Regions from separate parts of the Sus scrofa genome. Here region 1 is linked to region 2. A link is a contact called in public Hi-C data. All regions are on one chromosome and are shown on one strand. The core of a region is the stretch at or near the end of the contact, and the rest is flanking DNA. Distances in the headings are between cores, read along the strand shown. Region 1 has its middle 170 kb from the start of SEMA6A. Region 2 has its middle 36 kb from the start of SEMA6A.

Region 1 (3,578 bases), core at 395-2,894, 130 kb after region 2:
TTGTGGGGTACGAGACCAGCTCATGGATGTTCTACTGATTGGTTAGTGGTGAGGTGATCAGGTGTCAACATTATCAACCTTCTGGTTCCAACTGCTCTAGGGTCTCCATGCTGGTGGGCAGCACAGTTAATTTCTTCCACCTGGTAGGGGTTTCAGCCTCTGCAAAGCAGTTCCAAGGGTATGGCTTAGAATATTGTTTCTAGCCCTTGAGAAAGAACTAAAAGTCCTTGACTCTGTTTAGTGGCTAATTATTATTTTGTCTTGTTTGATCATTTTCCTTTCTGCATTTTCTCACTTCTCTGATTAAACGTACTTAGAATTTGGGGAAGGCCTAGGAAATTAAAGTTTTTTTGCAGACAGGAGGCAGAAGTAGGACATGTGTGGGGGTCTGTTCTAGGAAGCCCCTTTAGGATCCCGCTCTGTTATACTTATTGCGGGGGGGGGGGGGAGGAGCCTTGGGCACATATGCTCGCTTCAGCTAAATCCCAAAGAAGAACCGGGCTATGGGCTGTCAGCCCACAACGCTCTTTGGAAAAGAAGCTTTTGGTTCTCATGGGAGGATCTGGTGACATACCCCAGGCCCCACTCCACACATCACTTTGGCTGTCCCTCTTTTAATTCAAATTTAGTCCTAGGGTCCCTCCAGCCTTAGTGCTCTGCTCACTTATGCTCCCTTCAGTTTTGAGTCGTTTAAATACCTTTTCAGTGACGAAGAGAAAGGCCAGTGAGCATTTTCCCTCCCCCTTCCTTGGGGTCTTTATGTTTCTTTCACACCTTGCACCAAGATGTGAAAATGTTGTAAAAAACTCCCTGTGATTGCAAATAAAGTGAACCAGACACAGTAATTAAAGAGATGAATATAGCTGCAAAGTTAGGGCTTTTTAGAAGATTTTGGCTGATGTATTTCAGCAGTGAAGGAAGGAGAAAGAGGATTGCATTTAATTAGCTTGGGGTCCCAGGAGGCCTTTGCTTTTCCATGCCTGTTACCCATTGAACGCCATCACACCGCTGAGCTGGAAGCTCCTTTCTGGATGGTTTGATAGGCATTGCAAATCCTCTCAGAGGACCCTTTTCAGAGCCCACAATAGCACTCCTCGCAAAACATCACCACATGTTCATGGTACCATTTCCTTTTTCAGGGATGCTGGCTCTTACTGGAATGGGTTTTCCTGGTGCTTGCTTTGGCTCCTGGCCACCAGCTGCTTCTGGGCCTGGAACAGGGTGTACGATAAAGAGGAGAGCTTGGAGCCAGTGCTGCTGGTGTCCTGGCTATACCTCCTCGGCAGCCACTGTCCTGCAGACTCCCACAGTCTGGCTCCATCCTCAGAGTTAATGACCCTGGGAGCAGCTCTCATTCAGGAACTATGGGTAAATACCCCAGCTTTGATGCCTCCAGACTTGGGGCGACTCTGAGGCTTGCTAGAGTCTGGGGGTGTTCCAGAAGGACTGCGTCCCACTTACTCATGGTGAAACCCTGTGTATTAACTCACTATGTTCTGGCTTCCTTCTTTCCTTTCCCCACCTGACTCCTACTCCCCTACCGCTATTTCCTGGGATCACTTCCCAGCTCAACTACTAGCATTCAAACCCTTATCTGCCAGAACCAGGCAAGCTTCACGGTGTTAAAGTTGCCAGGCAAAGGGTTCCATCTGGGAAATCATGCTCAAAAGTGTATGTCCTATTTTCTCTTCCTCCCTCCCCCGCCCCGCCTTGTCCATCCAAAGGAAAAACAAACCACCAGACAAAAACAAATAAGGACAACAATAGCAACGGAAAATGAGTGACACCTGTTAGGTTGCCTACGGAGGACTTGTCCTAATTGTCTGGATTGGTCTTTGCAAATGTATTAGTTTTTACATGGCTGCCTTCCAACACTATTTTCTAGGCAGGATTCCAGCCATTCTGCCTCCTGATTCTTAACTTGCAGTTTGCCCAATCTTCTTGATTCTTGACATCACAGCCAGCACATTTCGGTCTAAACCCACTGGGATTGGATGAAAAGGGGGTCTTTGGTGAGGTGTCCAGAATTACTTCTAGCCATCCAGGACCTGGTTCTGATGAACTACATCTCGTTTTAGATGGGCACTTATTTTCTGTGTCTACATCAATAGTCTGATGTGGTAAAGATGAAAAGGGGGAAAAACAGGGCTTGAGAGCTTTACAACTCCTGCTGGAGTTGGAATGCATTTTCCTATCTGTCTGTTTGATTGGAAATTTAAATCATCGCACATTTCAGGAAATTGGTAGCCTCATAAGATACGAAATCTGACAGTTTATGGCTCAATCTGTGTCTTGCTGTTTTTAAAGGAAAGGTAGTAAAAATTGAAATTAAGGAAAACAAATAAATACCCTAGTTCTCTGATGGCGCATTTTATAATTATCACATCTGCTGCAGAGCGCCTGAAAAATGGCCCTGGAAGGCTGCCGATGCTGCAGAATGGCTCACGCAGTGAAGAGGCGCTGGACAGGAGAGGATGTGGGGTAATGGGCTTCTTACACGAGAGTTTAACCTTGCATCCACAAGTATTATGGTTTTTCTCCCTTCTGTTTTGTTTTCATTGTCGTTGCTCTGCATCTTTCAAAGCATGTGAGATCCTGTCTCTCCACACCCTTGCTCTGGGGTTCCTGTGTCACAGTTCAGGAAGGAAATGGACCAGAACAGTCAGCAGGGCTGGTGTGTGTGCGCGCCGCTGAGTGAGGGATGAGGAGAAGCCAGAGCAACAGAGCAGCAGTTCTGACCTGGCTTTGGGTCTTGCCTCCTTTGGCAGGTTAGGAGGACAAATCAAAAATTCAAGGTGTAGGGATCTCCCTTCATGGCTCAGTGGAAACAAATCTGACTGGCATGCATGAGGACGCAGGTTTGATCCCTGGCCTCACTCAATGGGTTAAAGGATCTGGTGTTGCCACGAGCTGTAATGTATGTTGCAGACGTGGCTCGGATCTGGCATTGCTGTGGCTGTGGTGTAGGCTGGCAGCACAGCTCCTTATTCGACCCCTACACTGGAAACCTCCATATGCTGTGGGTGTGGCCCTAAAAAGACAAAAAAACAAAAACAAAAAAACAAGGTGTAAACCACACCGTTTTAAATTATAATTCATAATTATAATTTATCATTTATCATGAGAAAGTGTTAATTCATGATAAGATAATGGTTAAACTTATTATGTGCCAAGCACTGTGCTTAGTGCCTTGCATGGAATATTTCATTTAATTCTAATAACTTTCTGCGGTAAATGGCATTATTATCATTATTAGTATTTTCATTATTTTGGCCACGCCCATGGCATGTGGAAGTTCCCGCACTGCAGTAGCTATCCAAGCCGCTGCAGTGACAATGCCAGATCCTTAACCCACTGCATCAGGGGGAGCGCCACTATTTCCATTTTAAAGATGAGGCTATGAAGGTTTAGGAGAGCTCGGCACTGGCTAGTGAAATCAAGGGGACTGGTCTCAGCTGCAGAATTCTGATTGGCGTTAGAGCCGCGTGCACCCTAGGACCACTTTTCCCAGCCAAGGAGGAGAGTGGAGGGATGAGCACCCTCCTTCCTCTTTCCTGTGTGGCCCCCTCCACACCCTG
Region 2 (3,814 bases), core at 864-3,363:
GAATTCCACTCTTCCAGCTGTTTTCTTCCACTGTCTTATGCACTCAGTTCTTTTTCCATCCCTAATGCAGGTCTTTACTCCCTGTTTTCCAGGAGTGCTGAAGTGGCACCCCATACACTCGGCCTCCTTCCAATCTCACTGGCTATCAATAATCAGAACAATTTCCTCTTCATCTTAGAGTATGTGTGTGTGTGTGCATATATATGTATAGTCTTTTTAGGGCTGTACCCACAGCATATGGAAGTTCCCAGGTTAGGGGTTGAATCGGAGCTGTAGCTGCCGGCCTACACCACAACCCAGCTGCAGCAACATAGGATCTGAGCCTCGTCTGCTGCCTACACCACAGCTCACAGCAATGCTGGATCCTTAACCTGCTGAGTGAGGCCAGGGATTGAATTGGTGTCCTCACTGATACTAGTTGGGTTTGTTACAGCTGAGCCATGATGGGAACTCCTAAAATGTAATTTTTAAAAAACTATTTCACCGTCCAGTTCGAGACTCTGTGTTAGCATCTTGTAACTTATGGTATCCAGTACAGACTTGAACCAGGCTCCCAAGACCTCCGGGGCCGCCCACTTTATTTTTCTAGTTATCCACAGCTCCAATTCAGTCTGTCGACTATCTCCTGACTCTCGTTGTCGAATGCACACGCTCGCTCTCCATCTGAGTCCTCACTCAGGCTGACCCATGGCCTGGAGAACCCTGCCTCCAGCCCTGTACATCCTCCTGTTACCTACCCTGCTGGGGTACCTCGTCAGATGCTACTTCCAGGGAGCTTCTTTTGGATCCCTAGCTCAAAATCCTATCTCCTACCGCGCATTCTATCATTTAGCTACTTTCTGTGTTTTTTGGTCTCAGATTCTTGTTGACTCCATATCCTCTGTAGTAGAAGATTTTTTTTTTTTTTTTTTGTCTTTTTGCCCCTTCTAGGGCCACTCCTGCGGCATATGGAGATTCCCAGGCTAGGGGTCCAATTGGAGCTGTGGCCACCAGCCTACGCCAGAGCCACAACAGCGTGGGATCTGAGTCACGTCTGCAACGCCACACGGCAACGCCGGATCCTTAATCCACTGAGCAAGGCCAGGGATCGAACCCGCAACCTCGTGGCTCCTAGTCGGATTCATCTCCACTACACCACGATGGGAGCTCCCTGTACTAGAAGATTTTTAAACTCAGAATGATGCATTCTCCTTTAGCAGCCATGAGATCCACCCCCCCAAGACTCTGTTCTACAGGCGGTGCTTCGTCTTCTCCCTTTCCGTGCCTCATCTTATGAACTGACAATCATTGGCCCATTTGGTTAGGTTGGTGGAAAAACAAGCCCGCAAGCAAACCACAACTAAATTTTCGTGCTTCTTGGGATGCCCTAACCCCTTCTCTGGAAATTTGCCATAGTTCTGGGAGCTTCCGCAGAGCCAAATACTGGCGAGGCAGGGGACACTGGACCCTCTGTTAGTGCTCCAGACAGGGTGAGCCTGAGAGCCTGTCGTCTCTGTCCTCAGCTTTAATGGTCTTCTGCTGTTCCCACGTCATGCTGGGAGCCCAGGAGTCTTCGTGAAGGCGGCTTATATTTCTGTCAACGTGCACAATGGAGCCATCCCTCTCGGGGCTGGCAGCCTTCCTAGTGGGCGGCTTAATTCAGGGCTCCACTCTCTGCTCTTGGGACGGGGTCCAGGCCTCCGCCTCTTCCAGGCTTCCCCAGGCCTGGGGGACTGGGAGAGTGGAGAGGAACTGCTCCATTCCTGTTTCTGCAGGATGTGAATAGAGACTCTCTCCCCTGGGCTGAGGCTTTTGTGAAACAAAGACACAAAAGCTTGTGGTTTGCCCGGTTTTCCACTCTATTGTGTGCCTCTCCTGAATGAGTGGAGATCTGATCTGGTGCTGGAATGGGGTGGGGTGGGAGAGGGAAAAGGAGGAGAAACTGAAAAATACAGAGAAGAACAGCAAATGCACGTTTTAAAATAATACCCATCCACAGGCATTTTTTTGTTGTTTTCTATAGTGCCTTGCACAACCTGGCGATGATGCAGGAACTTAATAAAGACAGTCTCCTGTAACTCACGGAGCTCATTGTTTCCTGTACAATGAGAAACAATAGGAGCATCCCTTCCTAGCAGCAAAAGTTTAAATGCATTGTTTTGTCCTGTTTACTTTTAGAGCTGGATTAGATGTAACTAACATGGTTGTAGTGTAAGCAAAAAGATATCCGCTTGCAAATCGGTTCTTTTTCATCCTAATATAACCTCCTTGTCTGTATAGAGGGTGAGGAAGAAAGGTAGGACCTGTTTACAGGGAGGAACTTTGACTCTCTGTGACATCAGCAGGGAAGTAGGTGGCGGTGAAGTCTGTGCAAGTAACTGGCAGGAGAACTCCCTCTGTTTACCTCATTCCTGGGCATGAGTCACTTGCAAGCACTGTCCACTTAGGCTCTGCCAGGTACATCCCTGTCTGAACATTTTGCTTCACCCAGCTGAATCCTAGGTATGTCTCCTGCTGAGTTTCAAAGGAATTCACAAGTACAGAATGCTCAGGGAATGACCAGTCTCAGCAGTGGGATCTTTCTACAGCAGCCTCAATTAAGGGCTAAAAAGACAAAAGCGCCAGAGGGTGATGGAGCTGGCCAGTCTCTGGTTTGGGTTGCAGTTCTCATGAGCTTATGGGACCTGGACTAGGGTCACTGCGCTTCATTTCTGGTACCTCTATTTTCTTTCCCCCTTCCTTCCTCCCTTCCCCCCCCCTTTTTTTTTCCTTTTTATGGCCGTGCCTGTGGCATATGGAAGTTCCCAGGCCAGGGGTTGAATTAGAGCTGCAGCTGTGGCCTATGCCACAGCCACAGCAATGCTGGATCCTTAATCCACTGAGCTGAGCAAGCCCAGGGATTGAATCTGCATCCTCACAGAGACAACAGTGTGTCCTTAACCTGCTGAGCCACAATGGGAACTCCAACCTGTATTTTCTTCTCAGAAAAAAATGGATATAAATATAATATTATTGTAAAGTTATTATGAAGAATGAATAGGTTAATTTTTCCACTACTTAAGACACTGTCAGGCCCACAGTGAGTACAATACAGTATTGTTATTCTTTATTTTCACATCTATATTCTTCATTTTTGTCTGTTATTCCCTTTTGGATATACTTTCACCCCCAGGCCACTAGAAAGACCCTATCTAAAATTCTTTGAGAAAATAGAATGAATACATGTATGTGTAACTGGGTCACCATGCTGTACAGTAGAAAAAAAAATAATGTATTGGGGAAAGAAAAAAAAAGTTCTTATCATGAAGAAGGAAATTTGTAGCTATGTGTGGTGACAGATGTTAATTAGATTTGTGATAATCATCTTACAGTATATACAAATATAAAATCCTCATGTCTCATACCTAAAACATTTTCAATGTTCTATGTCAATTATATGGCATAAAAAATTAACAAAAAAATTAAAATTCTTTGCAGTTTACCATTCTGTTCAAGATACTTGAAAATGCAAGAATAACTTACCATCATCTGATGTTTTAGGAAGCTAAGGCTTGTGGTCCACTTAAAGCCCTTGCTCTGAAATGGGCAACTGCTTTCTGATTTTTTTGTGTTCCATCCAGGTCTTCAGACAGCTGGGTTTCCAGTCAGTCTGAAATTGTGTCCATTTGTGTGTCAGATGCAAGGAATCAAAAACCCAACAATAACTGGCTTAAACAAACATTAGAAGTATATTCATTGGTCTGCATAGCTGGCAGTGTACAGGTAGGACAGACCTTTGGATTACTCTAATTCAGTAGCTCAGCAGTGTCATCAATGTTTCTTTCCACCTGTCCTC

Evidence for each region. A called contact is a pair of places that touch in the nucleus more often than the background predicts.
Region 1: a Hi-C map of skeletal muscle shows a contact between it and region 2, with 5 times the contacts expected there. The contact joins two enhancer-like sites. A contact is called at or near these places in 3 of 47 Hi-C or Micro-C datasets (embryonic fibroblasts, liver and skeletal muscle) and 1 of 2 datasets of contacts at active chromatin or transcription factors (skeletal muscle).

Annotation. Positions count from the first base shown.
Region 1 is chr2:120,851,792-120,855,369 of Sscrofa11.1, forward strand. No RefSeq gene overlaps it. Among named protein-coding and RNA genes, the nearest start is that of SEMA6A, 170 kb to the left of the region's middle. Within about 2 kb of position 1,645, at least 6 of the 83 cell types and tissues checked have an H3K27ac peak or open chromatin away from gene starts, as enhancers often do. A contact at or near this core is called in skeletal muscle, where this site is marked.
Region 2 is chr2:120,721,843-120,725,656 of Sscrofa11.1, forward strand. No RefSeq gene overlaps it. Among named protein-coding and RNA genes, the nearest start is that of SEMA6A, 36 kb to the left of the region's middle. Within about 2 kb of position 2,114, at least 27 of the 83 cell types and tissues checked have an H3K27ac peak or open chromatin away from gene starts, as enhancers often do. A contact at or near this core is called in skeletal muscle, where this site is marked.